2 separate regions of the Gossypium arboreum genome follow, and region 1 is linked to region 2. A link is a contact called in public Hi-C data. All regions are on one chromosome and are shown on one strand. The core of a region is the stretch at or near the end of the contact, and the rest is flanking DNA. Distances in the headings are between cores, read along the strand shown.

Region 1 (6,588 bases), core at 2,373-4,872, 250 kb before region 2:
GATTTGAGAAAAAATATTAATCCCCAAAAATAGACTTAAGAAAATATTAGGCTCATTTAAAATATGGACTACGTTCAAACTTGAACATTTAAAATCCGAACTTGACTCGAGTTGGCCTATTTTTAAATTTATACTATTTTATATTATGTTAATATCATGCTTAAGTCTAACATGACTTGACTCACAAACACATTTATAATACTTTATATTATATCAATATCATACTTAAATCTAACCCGACTTAACCTGCAAACACCTTTACTTTAAAATCATAATTTTCATAATGAGATTGAAACAGGGAAAAGAATAATCCAATTGTTTGACTAGTACTAAAAGTTAGAGATATTGATTGAATTGCTACTAATAATCATTAAAAATGGATGACTGAAATTGTTTAAACCAAATGTAGCTAAAGTTTGGGATCGTTCTTTAATTTTGATGTATTAAACCCAAATTTGTTTTAAATTTTAGCTCAAATTCTTTATGTTTACCTTTGAAAAGAAAAGACTAAAATTTTTAAAACAAACGACAAACGAATAGAATTCTTCGCTTTTCTTTTTTATTTGTAACTTTATTTCAAAGCTTTACTAAAATTAATTTAGTAAGCTTTGCAGAGCCGCCTAGGGCACAAAATTGGAAGGGCTCTAAAAATTTTCAACTTTTAGAATAAAAAAAAGAAAATTCAAATTAAAATAAATTTATTAAATGATTAATGTTTTCAATTTTTCACCATAAATACTTCATCTCTTAAACCTCTAAATTTTTTTAGCTTTTATTATATTTAAATTTTATAATTGTTTTTAAAAAGAAATTCAATTTATTGTTACGCTAATTAGGGCTCCAAAAATGTGAAGAACGAGTTTAAAACTTAGGAAAACTTTTACCAATTTAATGTCAATTTTTTATGATTTGTTTGGGTGAGAAATTTATAAGAGAGATTTAATTTGTATCCAGGTTTTCAAATGTCTAAAAATAAATTTACTTTTTGAGTAAATATATTAGAGAATTTCAAAACTTATGAGTAAATTTCAATAGAGAATTTAATTGTTCAAATTCATTTTAAATTTCATCTAAAAGGTGGTTTTCAAAATTCTTCATAATTTTATTTGATTAATTACACATAATTTCGCTATAAGATGAAAACTTAAACTTCAAAATTTATTTTATTTAATTATAGTATATACTTTAAATTTTATTTTATTAAAACTATTTATAAATGCTTACAAATATAATGATATTCAAATTGAATATTTTTTATATTATTTGTTTTTAATATAATTATTTTCTAATTTGTAAAATTTCATTAACCTAATCTTTTCTAAATAAATTATTTATCCAAACAAAAAAAATTGCAAATCTTAACATTTTGAATTGATGAATTTTAAAATGTATTTTAAAAATCTCAAAATTTTAAGATTCTTTATCCAAACAAACTCTTAAAGTTTACTTTTTAAAATTTTGGCATAATCTAAAATATTTTGGCAAACCCTTGTAAAATTTGATAAATCTTTCAAATTTTCAGTAAATTCTTAAAAATTTTGATATAATATTAAAAATATGATATACCAAATGTTGAATGGATCAAGTTTCAAGAAATTTTCGTATAACGTTAACAATTTTGATATACCCAAATGTTGAATGGGTAAATCTGACTCTAAGGAAAAGTTTAAAATATACCTTAAAATATTTGGTAAAGCCTTAAGAAATTTGGTATAACTTATACAAAGACAGCTGCGTGGGTTGAGGAAAAATTGTGATAAATCCTATGGAAATGCTATTCTTAGAAATTTTGGTAAGTCCTAAGAAATTTTTGTATAAATTTAAAATTTTGGTATACTAAAATGTTGAATGGATCAAGGTTAGGACCCTAATTTAGAAATTTTTATATAACCTTAAAAATTTTAGGAAATTCTTAAAAATTTTGGTATAGTTTTAGATATTTTGGTGTGACCTTATAAATTTTGGTACACAAAAGTTTCAAGGAAAAGCTTTTGAAATTTTGGTATAATCTTAAAGATATTAGTAAATCTTAAAAAATTGGTAAATCCTTGAAAATTTTTATAAAAAAATCAAATTTTGGCATAGAAGAAATTCTATGGAAAATGCATAGAAATTTTGGTGAACTTTTGAAATTTTAGTATAAATTAGAAATTTTGATATACTAAAATGTTGAATGGATCGAATCTAAGACCCTTAGGAAAAACTTTAGAAATTCTAGTAAACTTTTAGAAATTTTGGTAAACCATTTAGTATATCCTTAAAAATTTTAATAAATTTAGATATTTTGATATAATTTTAAAATTTTGGTATATTAAAATGTTAAATGGGTCAAGTCTGAGACCCTAAGTAAAAGTTTAAGAAATTTTGATATAACTTTAAAATTTTGATACATCCTTAAAAATTTAGCTATAACTTTAAATATTTTGATAAGTATTTAGAAATTTAGGTTTAAGTATATCAAGACTGGTGCATGGGTTGAGGAAACAATTTGGTAAATCCTATGAAAAGTTAACTTTATAAATTTTGGTACACCAAAATGTTGAATGAATCGAGTTTGATAAGTAAGGAAAAACTTTAGAAATTTTGATAAACCCTTGATAATGTTACTATAACCTAAATCCTTAAAACTTTTCTATACAAGAAATTTTGGTAAAGCCTTAAATTTTTTAAAAACCATTAGAAATGATATAGCTTTAAAATTTTTGGTAAGTACAATTAAGTTTTGGTATATAGAAAATTCTTAGGAAAAATCATAGAAATTTTGGTATAACTTTAGAAATTATGGTGTATTAAAATATTCAATGGGTCGAGTTTGGAACTCTTAGAAATAACTTTAGAAATTTTAGTAAACTCTTAAAATGTTGGTATGGTATAGATTTTTTTTTAGATTGTAAGGAGTTTTGATATAAACTTTAAAATTATGGTATGAATGGATCAAGTTTAAAATTTTAAAAGAAAAATTTTAACAATTTTTATTATCTTAAAATTTTTGTATAACGTTAGATATTTTGATAAATATTTAGGAATTTTGATAAACTTTTAGAAATTTTGGTTTAATTTTAAAATTTTCATAAACCTTTAAAATTGTAAATTAGGTATGTAGAAAATTCTAAAGAAAACCCTTAAAATTTTGGTTTACAAAAATATTGAATGGGTTGAGTTTGTGACATTTAGGAAATGCTTTAGAAATTTTGATAAATTGCAAATAATTTTAGTATAAGTTTAGAAATTTTGGTATATTAAAATATTGAATGGAAAAGTTTAATAAATTTTGGTATAAAGGAGGGCATGTAAAATTAACATAGTTTTATGTCATCTCATAATTTTTCTTTCATTAATATTTTAATAATTTAATACATTCGTACCAATATAACAATATTAATATTAATTAAATTAAAATTCAATGGGCACTAAACTTCTTATATATATGGTTATTTTTGTTTAATGTATGAATATGTACATATATTTTAGAAAATAAAAGTAATTTAATGTAAGCTTTCATTGTATAAAAGTCCATAATTTTTTTTTTACAAATTACTAAAATTTAATAGAATAATTGTTTTCGAAAAAAAAATCTAAATATTTTAGCTTTTATCAATTATGTAAAATTTAAAACAGTGTTGAAGATAGTGAGAGGTGGGAGCAATCCGAAGTCCAAATGCAACCAATACCACACACAACTCCCCCCATATGGCAAAGGAATGAAATTTGAGTGGAACAAAAATAACAAACAGTTGAGTGGTGGGAATAAAGATGGCGGCTGCCACGGTTCTTCATGTTGTGGCGGCGGCTTTTCTCCGACCGCCGCATTCGCTGCCGCGGACGAAGGCTAAAGAACCCAGACTGAAACCAGGACTTGCTTTCCCTCACCTTTACGATAACAAGCTTCCCGTTCTCGGTCGTGGCTATGGTGTTGGTAACCGTAGTTTCATCACTTGCTATGTTGACCCATCCACTGAGTCTCGTGTCAGCGTGTTAGGGGTGAGTCAGATAAAGGAGAAATGCAGTAAGTGGCAATGGAAAGGTCGGTACTCCATCAATTACTTTGTCTCCTCATCATCTTCTACCAACCCTCCTTTGCTTCTCGTTCATGGATTTGGTGCCTCCATTCCCCATTGGCGAAGGTACCCAAACTGGAAATATCGTTGCTTTTCATTTATTTTGAAATGATTGCAGTATTTGAACTGGGTTAACAATTGTTGTAGGAATATTGACACATTGGCTCAGGATTACACTGTTTATGCTATTGACCTTCTGGGTTTTGGTGCATCTGATAAGCCCCAAGGTTTTTCATATTCCATGGAAGCTTGGGCTGAGGTATATTTCACTACACCCCAAGCTCACAAAAACATGGCGTTTAACTGTTTTAATCAAAATTAATCCTTCTAAACTCAATATTATTGTTCACAGTTGATACTAGATTTCTTGAATGAAGTTGTTCAGAAGCCTACTGTGTTGATTGGAAACTCTGTGGGAAGTCTTGCTTGTGTGATAGCTGCCTCAGGTAGTTAAAACACATAGTTTAAATCCATATATAATTTTTTTTGATGATTATATTGCTAGATACCGAACCAAATTCTACTTAGCAATTAGTTATCAATGATTACTTGCTAATTAAGTTTATTTAATACGTAAATATTTATATCATGTAAGAAATCTTAGAGAATAAGATTTCTTGATGATCAAGCAATAGGATCTTAGGTCAGAATTATGAGATAGATGTAATTTCTATGGCATATTTGTATAGGAAATGAGTTTTGTAGGGTTGTGAGAAAGAGTTTAGTAAAATATTGGGTTAATGGGGCAAAATGTATTTCATGTGTTTAAACCTAGAGAGCGTAGAAAACTGGGCTTGTTTTGGGGCTCAGGATTAGTATTTGTGTATTGCGTGTTTTGAACCCGTTGTAATCCTTGTGTTTATAGTGGAATTTTTTTCCCTCATCCCTCAATGTAGGCAACCGGAACCGAATCATCTCTTGTAATATCTATGGGGTCTCTGTATAGGAAATGAGTTTTGTAGGGGTGTGAGGAAGAATTTGGTAAAATATTGGGTTAATGGGGTAAAGTGTATTCCAAGTGTTCAAACCTAGGGAGCATAGAAAACTGCGCTTGTTTTTGGGCTCGAGTTTAGTGCTTGTCTATTGGGTGTGAGGAAGAGTTTGGTAATTTCTGTGGCATCTTTGTATAGGAATGACTTTGTAGGGTCGTGAGGAAGAGCTTGGTAAAATATCGGGTTAATGGGATAATGTGTTTCCATGTGCTTAAACCTAGGGAACATAGAAAACTGGGCATCTTTTTGGGGCTCAGGTTTAGTGTTTGTCCATTGAGTGTTTTGAATTCTTTGTAATCCTTATGTTTATGGTGGAGTTTTTCTCTTATCCCTAGATGTAGGCAACCAGAACTGGAGCATGTTAAATATTATCTCTTGTGCGTATCATGTATTCCATGTTGATCTCGCGTTTGATTGTGTTTCCACTTACAAATTTCTAATGTATATTGTGTGGAACAAGAATCTAGTCAAAACCTGGTTCGAGGGATTGTGCTGTTGAATTGTGCTGGTGGGATGAACAACAAGGCAATTGTTGATGATTGGAGGATCAAACTCCTCTTACCTTTGCTTTGGTTGGTTGATTTCTTATTGAAGCAAAGACGAATCGCCACGGCCGTCTTTGAGCGCGCCAAGCAAAGGTATTCTATTTGGTTCAACCATCTTCCTGTACTGATATTCATTGCTACTCATCCAGTTGTCTTTAATGCAGAGATAATCTAAGAAACATTTTGTTATCTGTTTATGGAAATAAAGAGTCCGTTGATGATGAACTAGTTGAGGTACAGCAATCAATCTCCTTGAGTTACCGCCTACGGTTCCTTATTAACACGAACCATTTAAACTTGATAATAATGTTCTTTTACAATGCAGATCATCAATGGACCAGCGAACGATGAAGGTGCTCTCGATGCCTTTGTCTCGATTATAACCGGTCCACCAGGGCCAAACCCTGTGCAATTGATGCCGAGAATCAACTTACCTGTCCTAGTTTTATGGGGTGATCAAGATCCTTTCACCCCTATAGATGGGCCTGTAGGTAAGTACTTCTCTTCCTTACCTTCGAAATCGTCGAATGTAAGCCTTTATATGTTGGAAGGTGTAGGGCATTGCCCCCATGATGATAAACCTGACCTAGTTCATCAAAAGTTGCTTCCTTGGTTGGCTCAAGTTACTGCTTTGTGAGCAGCCATTGATGTAATTGCTAGAAATTGGTGGCCATTTGTATAGTAGATTTTTGATCCAAGGAATATATATATATATATATATATGTATAGCAATGATATGTCATGTATATGTTGCATTGACGCTTAGCCTATAAATAAGTGTCAATTTCTTTACTATTTGCCTTTTAGAATTTCTTCATTTGACATTTGAAAAATTCATAATAGATGGATTATAGTTTAAAATGATTTTATATATTGTATGAAAGATAGAAATAATAATCTTTTATAGAAACTCTAAATGATTTTATATATTATTTTTAAAATTCATTCGTTCCATTAGTCAGATGAATCTACTTATATCAATTAGTCATTCTT
Region 2 (6,589 bases), core at 2,532-5,031:
AATTTGACGTTTGATTTTTGAAATAAACAGGAGTCGCCACCGATCCTTTTTCCTAGGTGTGATCGGACACCTATTAGATCTCTTATTAAAACAAATAAAAGGCTAAGTTTAGGTCTACGTTAAAATCCGAGAAAATTTAGGGTTCGGAGTCGATTCGCTGCGAGGAAGGTATTAGCACCCTCATGACGCCCAAAATTGGTATCTTATTAAACACATGTTGTCTTGATTTTTAAAAATACGAATTCAATTTGACATTTAAGTGTGATCCGATTGAAGGAAATGAGAAGTTGCAAGTTTTTTATTTTTTAGAAGGACGTCCGTTTTTAACACGAGCGATTAATTTCACCCAACATAGCGATGAAATCGATGACTTAATGTTAAAATTGGTACATTGCATTATTCTTAAAATTAAAATGTAAAAAGTTTTTAAAATGATAGTAAAAAATCCAAGAATATTATTGTCAAAAAATGCGAACAATGATGTGAATAATAAAATATATAAAATATAAAATATTAAAATATCAAAATACTAGAATAATAATAATTAATATTGACAAATAAAAATAAAATAGAAATAAAAAGATGTACATAATATATATATTAGAAATAATAATGATGTTTTAAAAAAATACTATTAATAATACTACATCAATATGTACATATATAAAAATAAATACGTGATAATATTAAAATATGTACATAATATAGTGTTAAAAATACATACATAATATAGTTAAGATATATACATAAGATAACATGTAGAAAAAAATATATATAAATAATATAATATTAAAGATATATAAATAAAATAGTATAAAATATATATATATACGTAATATAGAATTTAAAATATACCTAATGTATTAAAAGAATATATATAATATAATATTAAGAAATATAATAATAACAAAAAAGAGAGAGGAGAGGGTGGGTGATTTTTACGCCACAATGCCGCCATTGTCCTGTCATGGGACCCCACGGCGCCATCAAGACACTGCAATGGGACCTCAAAAAAACTTTTTCGATAAAAATAGATAAGCTTCCTCCTTTTATTTTTTACTTTAGTATAAAAGAAACAAAATAAGATTGAAAGGAAAAAATAAGAAAACAAAGAACTTAAAATGAGAATAGACAAAGAAACCTCTTTTGCTTTGATCTTTGATTAATCTCCAAAAAAAAACTAGCTTCTCCAAAAACTAGCCCTCACAATAACTCTTCTCCTTGATTACTTTAAAAAGAAACCTCTCCAAAAATCCTTTACAATAACTTTCTCTCCCAAAAACTCTCCAAAAAAAAATCCCCCGATATACAAAATATGAGAAGGCTTATATAGCCATTTACAAAATATTTTTTTATTGTTTATGTCTTCATTTATAGGTACAAGTGGTGGTGGAGAAGGTGTGGCTAGTGGAGTTGGTGGTGGAAAAAGAATGGCTAGTGAAATTGGTGGTGGAAAAGGTGTGGCTAGTGGAGTTGGTGGTGGAAAAGGAGTGAGTAGTTGAGAAAAGTTTAAGTTATGGGCTAGGTTTTTTTATTTTGATTTGGGCTTAGGGTTTGGGCCATTGGGGTTTTGATGTAAATTGGGTTTTGGATAGTTAAGATTTTGGGTTTTGGGTTTAATTTTAGTGGGTTAGGTAAGGCTAAATTGGATTTTGATGTAAATGAGCTAAAATTGGCCTACAACAATAAGTGAAGGCAGTAAAAATTATGTGGGTCCGTTGAGCTTATGTGTCAAATCACCAATAATGCCACTTTTCAATAAGAGAAGTGGTCTAAAATTGAAAATTTTCATGTTAAAAACTTAGCTATAATATATGTATATATATATATATATATATATATATATATAGATACCTATATATAAAAGAACCTTCACGTTTTGACACGTGCCCAATCATTCATGATTTTTTATATTATGTTAAGAATAGTTAAATTATAGTTATGCTCTCTATTTTTTAGGTTATAATTTTGCCTTTCTTTTTTTTTCATTTGACTAAAATGGTTAAATTTTAGTTTTGGTCTCTTTAATATATTTAAATTTGATATTTGATCTCTATATTTTAATTTTTAATTTAAATCAATTCTTACATTTTATAATGTTATTAATTAATCTAAATAATTAATACTTATATGTAAAAAGAAGGTTTCTTCCTTCTTACATGTGGCGCATCAAACCATGTTCTCTTTTTTATTATTATTATTATTATTATTATTATTATTTACTAAAATGGTTAATTTTTAATTTGGTCTCTCGATATATTTAAATTTGAGATTTATTCCATATACTTTAATTTTTAATATCATTTGGTCCATATATTTTTATAATATTATTAATTAATCCAAATAGCTAATATTATTAATTTTTTGATTAAAACATTACATGGTAATATATAATTTCAATATTGAATCTTAGAGAATAGAGATTGAAATGTAGTTTCCTATTTTTATAGGTTCGTGTCGTTCTTTTTTACATCATAAGATAATGGTCAAATTTCAATTTTGGTCTCTAAATTATGCTGAAATTTAAGATTTAATTTATATACTTTAATTTTTGACATAATTTAATACGTCTACTTTCATAATGTAATTAGCTAGTCCAAATAGTTTATATTGTTAACTATTTCATTTAAAATCTGAACACCATTTTTTTAAATAGTATAATTCCAATAGTAAAACAAATTTCTATCATGATGATTCGAACAAGAGCTTTCAAGAAAAAAATTCTAATAAGTATTTTCAACGTTATTTTTATATGACTATCAAGTGATTTTTTAATTTCAAAATGTTACATCGATAATATAATAGAAGAATTTCAACAATGGTAACAACTAGACCTAAATTTTTAAATTCAAAAAATAGAGGATTATAAAAGTACGGAGACTAAATTTCAAATTAATGTACGAAGTGTATAGAGAATTTAGAGCATATTTTAACCTTTAAATTTACTCTAAAATTTGATACAAATAAATAATTAACGCAACACGAAACATGAGGTAACAACTATACTAATTAAAGAATTATTTTCATGTACATTAATATATATATATATACATTAAAGAAATTGTAAGTGATTGTCGAACTTCATTTTACATATACTTATGTAATAATTATATATATTTATATTTCAAAAAAAATTCATGTTTTAAAATAAATCTCAATTTTATTACTTAAATTATTTATAATCATTTTAAAATAGATTTAAGCTAAAGGTACTCATAAGTCGGGTTAGGCCCATGTAACGTATCTAGATAAATTTTTGAAGTCTAGACTCGACCTAAAATATGGGTTTGTTTTTTGTTCAAGTTCGACTCAATTTAATAAAGGCAAACTCAGGCGAACCCGCTTCCGACCCTTCCATATTTGATTTCTCTAAAATTAGCTTTTATTTAAAACTATTTTTTAAAAATATAATACATTAAATGTACAAAAAAGTTAAAATAAAAGTTTTCTAACACATTTAAAATACATTAAAACATATTTACATTAAAAAACACTACCATAAATATAATAAATATTTTATTGTATTAAATATAATTTTTAAATTATATATTTTGGGTTATATTATTTAGTTGGGTAATTTTTTTAGGTTCTGCGTAATTAATTTAATTGTTATTAAATTAATAATTTAATATAAATCTAATATAAATATATAATTATTATTTAACTTATTTAATTAATATATATTTTCATAACATAATATATCACAAGATCAAAAAAATCTTATACAATACTCTAATATAAAAAAACGGAATTTAAATTTTACCTAAATCCACTTTTTATATTTTTATCGAGATCTTTTCATGTTGGGACTTGACCAGGTGTCCATGACCAGCTATAATCCGAACCGAAGCATTGCCACTTAGGTCTAATTTTTGCTTTAGTTATTATTAGAGTTTGGCTATATAAATTAAGCCTCTTTGGTCCTTAGGTTCCCCGTACTGCTACTGTGCCTTACTTTATCTCAGAAAACAAAGAAAAGAAAAGGGTTTTCCTCGATTTTCTATTTATCTTTTTCATTTCGAATTTAGGGAAAAAATGGCCACTTTCATCGAATTTCCAATCTAATTTCCCATTAATATTTTTTATTTTAAATTCTCGTTTCTAATTTTTTTTTTCAGTCATTTCAACCATGGCTTCCAATTCGAAGAAGCCCGCTACTGCTGGTAAGCATAATCTCAGATTCCTTTTCTTTACCGGTATTTGGAATTTGTTTCTGAGATCTACCTGAGCTCCTTATGCTTAATTTCTCAATCGTCGCTTGAATGAATTTACTGTTTTAAGCAGTTTGTGCTTATTCATTTTTTATTACTTAGTTTAGGTCTTGAATTGATCTGATTTTTGAGATCCTATGTTGGGTTATAGCAATTGTGTTAGGATTTGAGTAATTTCAATTTGGTTGGGGTTAATGTGGATGAATCCAGATACGGGCTTGGTTTTGAAGTTAGTGAATTGATAAATTGATTATTATTTATGTTTTTTTCTCCTGTATTTGTTAGATGAGAAATCGGCTTTGAAAACGGAGAGCAAAAGTTCAAAGCCTGAAACATCCACCACTGAGAAGAAAACTTCAACACCTGAGCCTTCAACTGGGGGTTCACAGCCAGCACAAGCAGGGGCCTTCCCTCCCAACGCTATGCCTGGTCCTGGGTTTGCCCCACCCAATCCATTTGATTTCTCAGCCATGAGTGGCCTTCTTAATGTAAGCTTCTTGCCTTTTTATTTTGATTATTGTTTGGAACATGTGAACTTACTGATTCGGTCATCTTTTGATTGTCATAGCTCATCTTTTGCTACCTGCAGTGTTCTCAAGGCGGGTTTTTACCTTAGCACTAGACTACAAAAGCGCCTTAGAAACTTGCAGGCGAGGCCTATTCAATTAGGCGCATGCCTGGTGTGTCTAGGCGTGCTTTATTTGTCAGGCGATAGGCATAAAAAAGCATGCTTTATTTTTTCACTTTTTCCATTAGATATACCTTTATTAGTAAGAAATGGATAGTATCAAAATCTGTATTTTCCTATATTTGAGTATTCAATGGCAGACATGGACCATAAGTAAATCATGCATATCGACCAATAGAAAAAAAATTGCATGTCTGTAGATAAACTGGATTGCATTTTAGAGTTTATTACATATCTTAAACTACATACATATATATGTATATATGTGCACACATACAAGAACTCAGAAAGTACATATTGTGGTTTATTTGGCTAGTTTTTTCATGCCTTGTGCCCTTGACAACACTGGTAGTAGAACATTTAAGACTTTTGGTTAGTCTCTTTAATTGACTGTTTCAGCGGTGAATGTAATTGCTGAGAATTGACAGTCAAATTTATATCTTATGGAAGTTAACCATCTTGGTTTGTTAGGATCCAAGCATCAAGGAACTAGCTGAGCAGATAGCCAAAGATCCTTCATTTAATCAAATGGCAGAGCAGCTCACTAAAACGTTTCAAGGGGCAGCAGCTGAAGAGACCACGCCGCAGTTTGATCCACAGCAGTATTATTCTACTATGCAACAGGTTATGCAGAATCCCCAGTTTATGACCATGGCTGAGCGCCTTGGTAATGCATTAATGCAGGTATATCTGGGCCCAGTAGCTACTTTCAGTGGATTCATGATTCCTGTGGTCCTATTTTCTTATATTACATTACATGCATCACTTCTGGTAGATGAAATTTTAGTTTTGTCTTTCTTCAGGATCCAGCTATGTCTACCATGCTTGACAGTTTGGCTAATCCTCAACAAAAGGACCAGATTGAGGAAAGGATGGCACGTATTAAAGAAGATCCATCTTTGAAGCCTATTTTGGAAGAAATAGAAAGTGGTGGTCCCGCAGCAATGATGAGGTCAGCGATAAAAGCTTGTTGGGGCATAACATTTTCTTCTTTAGATTATACATTCTATTATTTCTTCAGTAAATTAATCGAGAAAGGTTTTATCGTCCAGGTATTGGAATGATAAAGACGTCCTGCAGAAGTTGGGTGAAGCAATGGGTCTTGCAGTTACAGGAGATGCAGCCACTTCTGCTGGTAATTCCGCGGCAGATGAAGAGGATGAAGCAGGAAATGAGGATGAGTCAATTGTACATCATTGTGCTAGTGTTGGTGATGTTGAGGTATGGCAGAATGATTGTTTCGTACATGTGTTCTTCCCCTTTGACAGATAATCTTGACTGTTTTCACGGTTTTAGGGTCTGAAAACTGCACTATCCTCTGGTGCTGACAAGGATGAAGAAGATTCAGAGGGAAGGACAGCATTACATTTTGCATGTGGGTATGGCGAGGTAATAAACAATTTTAAATCTGAATCAGTCCTCTCTCTTCCTCTCTATGCAGTTGCATTATCTGACAAATGAATTAGTTTCATCTTACAAGGAAAAAGTTGGTGTGGAAAGTCATTTAGTTTTAATCTATAACTGTCTACAAATGTCCAACACCACCACAGTTGTTAATGCACTAAGGGCCTCTTAATAGCCTGGTTGAGTGTAAGTTTTAGGACGCACAAATATTGAACCTGATAACAGACTGCCATAGCAGTTTGGGATGTAGTAGGACTTGTATTAAAACATCCTTTTATTTGTAGTG

The links. A called contact is a pair of places that touch in the nucleus more often than the background predicts.
Region 1: a Hi-C map of leaf shows a contact between it and region 2, with 4 times the contacts expected there. The contact joins the promoter of LOC108462828 here to the promoter of LOC108464299 in region 2. A contact is called at or near these places in 3 of 5 Hi-C or Micro-C datasets (all in leaf).

What each region holds. Positions count from the first base shown.
Region 1 is chr13:10,049,803-10,056,390 of ASM2569848v2, reverse strand. It overlaps LOC108462828 (pheophytinase, chloroplastic), which reads left to right and starts at 3,622. Exons shown (of 6, transcript XM_017762726.2): 1 at 3,622-4,124; 2 at 4,206-4,317; 3 at 4,411-4,504; 4 at 5,511-5,688; 5 at 5,760-5,829; 6 at 5,921-6,459. The coding sequence starts at 3,754. The coding sequence ends at 6,232.
Region 2 is chr13:9,797,486-9,804,074 of ASM2569848v2, reverse strand. LOC108464299 (ankyrin repeat domain-containing protein 2A-like) reads left to right here and starts at 3,781. Exons shown (of 9, transcript XM_053024199.1): 1 at 3,781-3,863; 2 at 4,119-4,163; 3 at 4,497-4,699; 4 at 5,371-5,583; 5 at 5,703-5,851; 6 at 5,952-6,120; 7 at 6,196-6,288. The coding sequence starts at 4,130.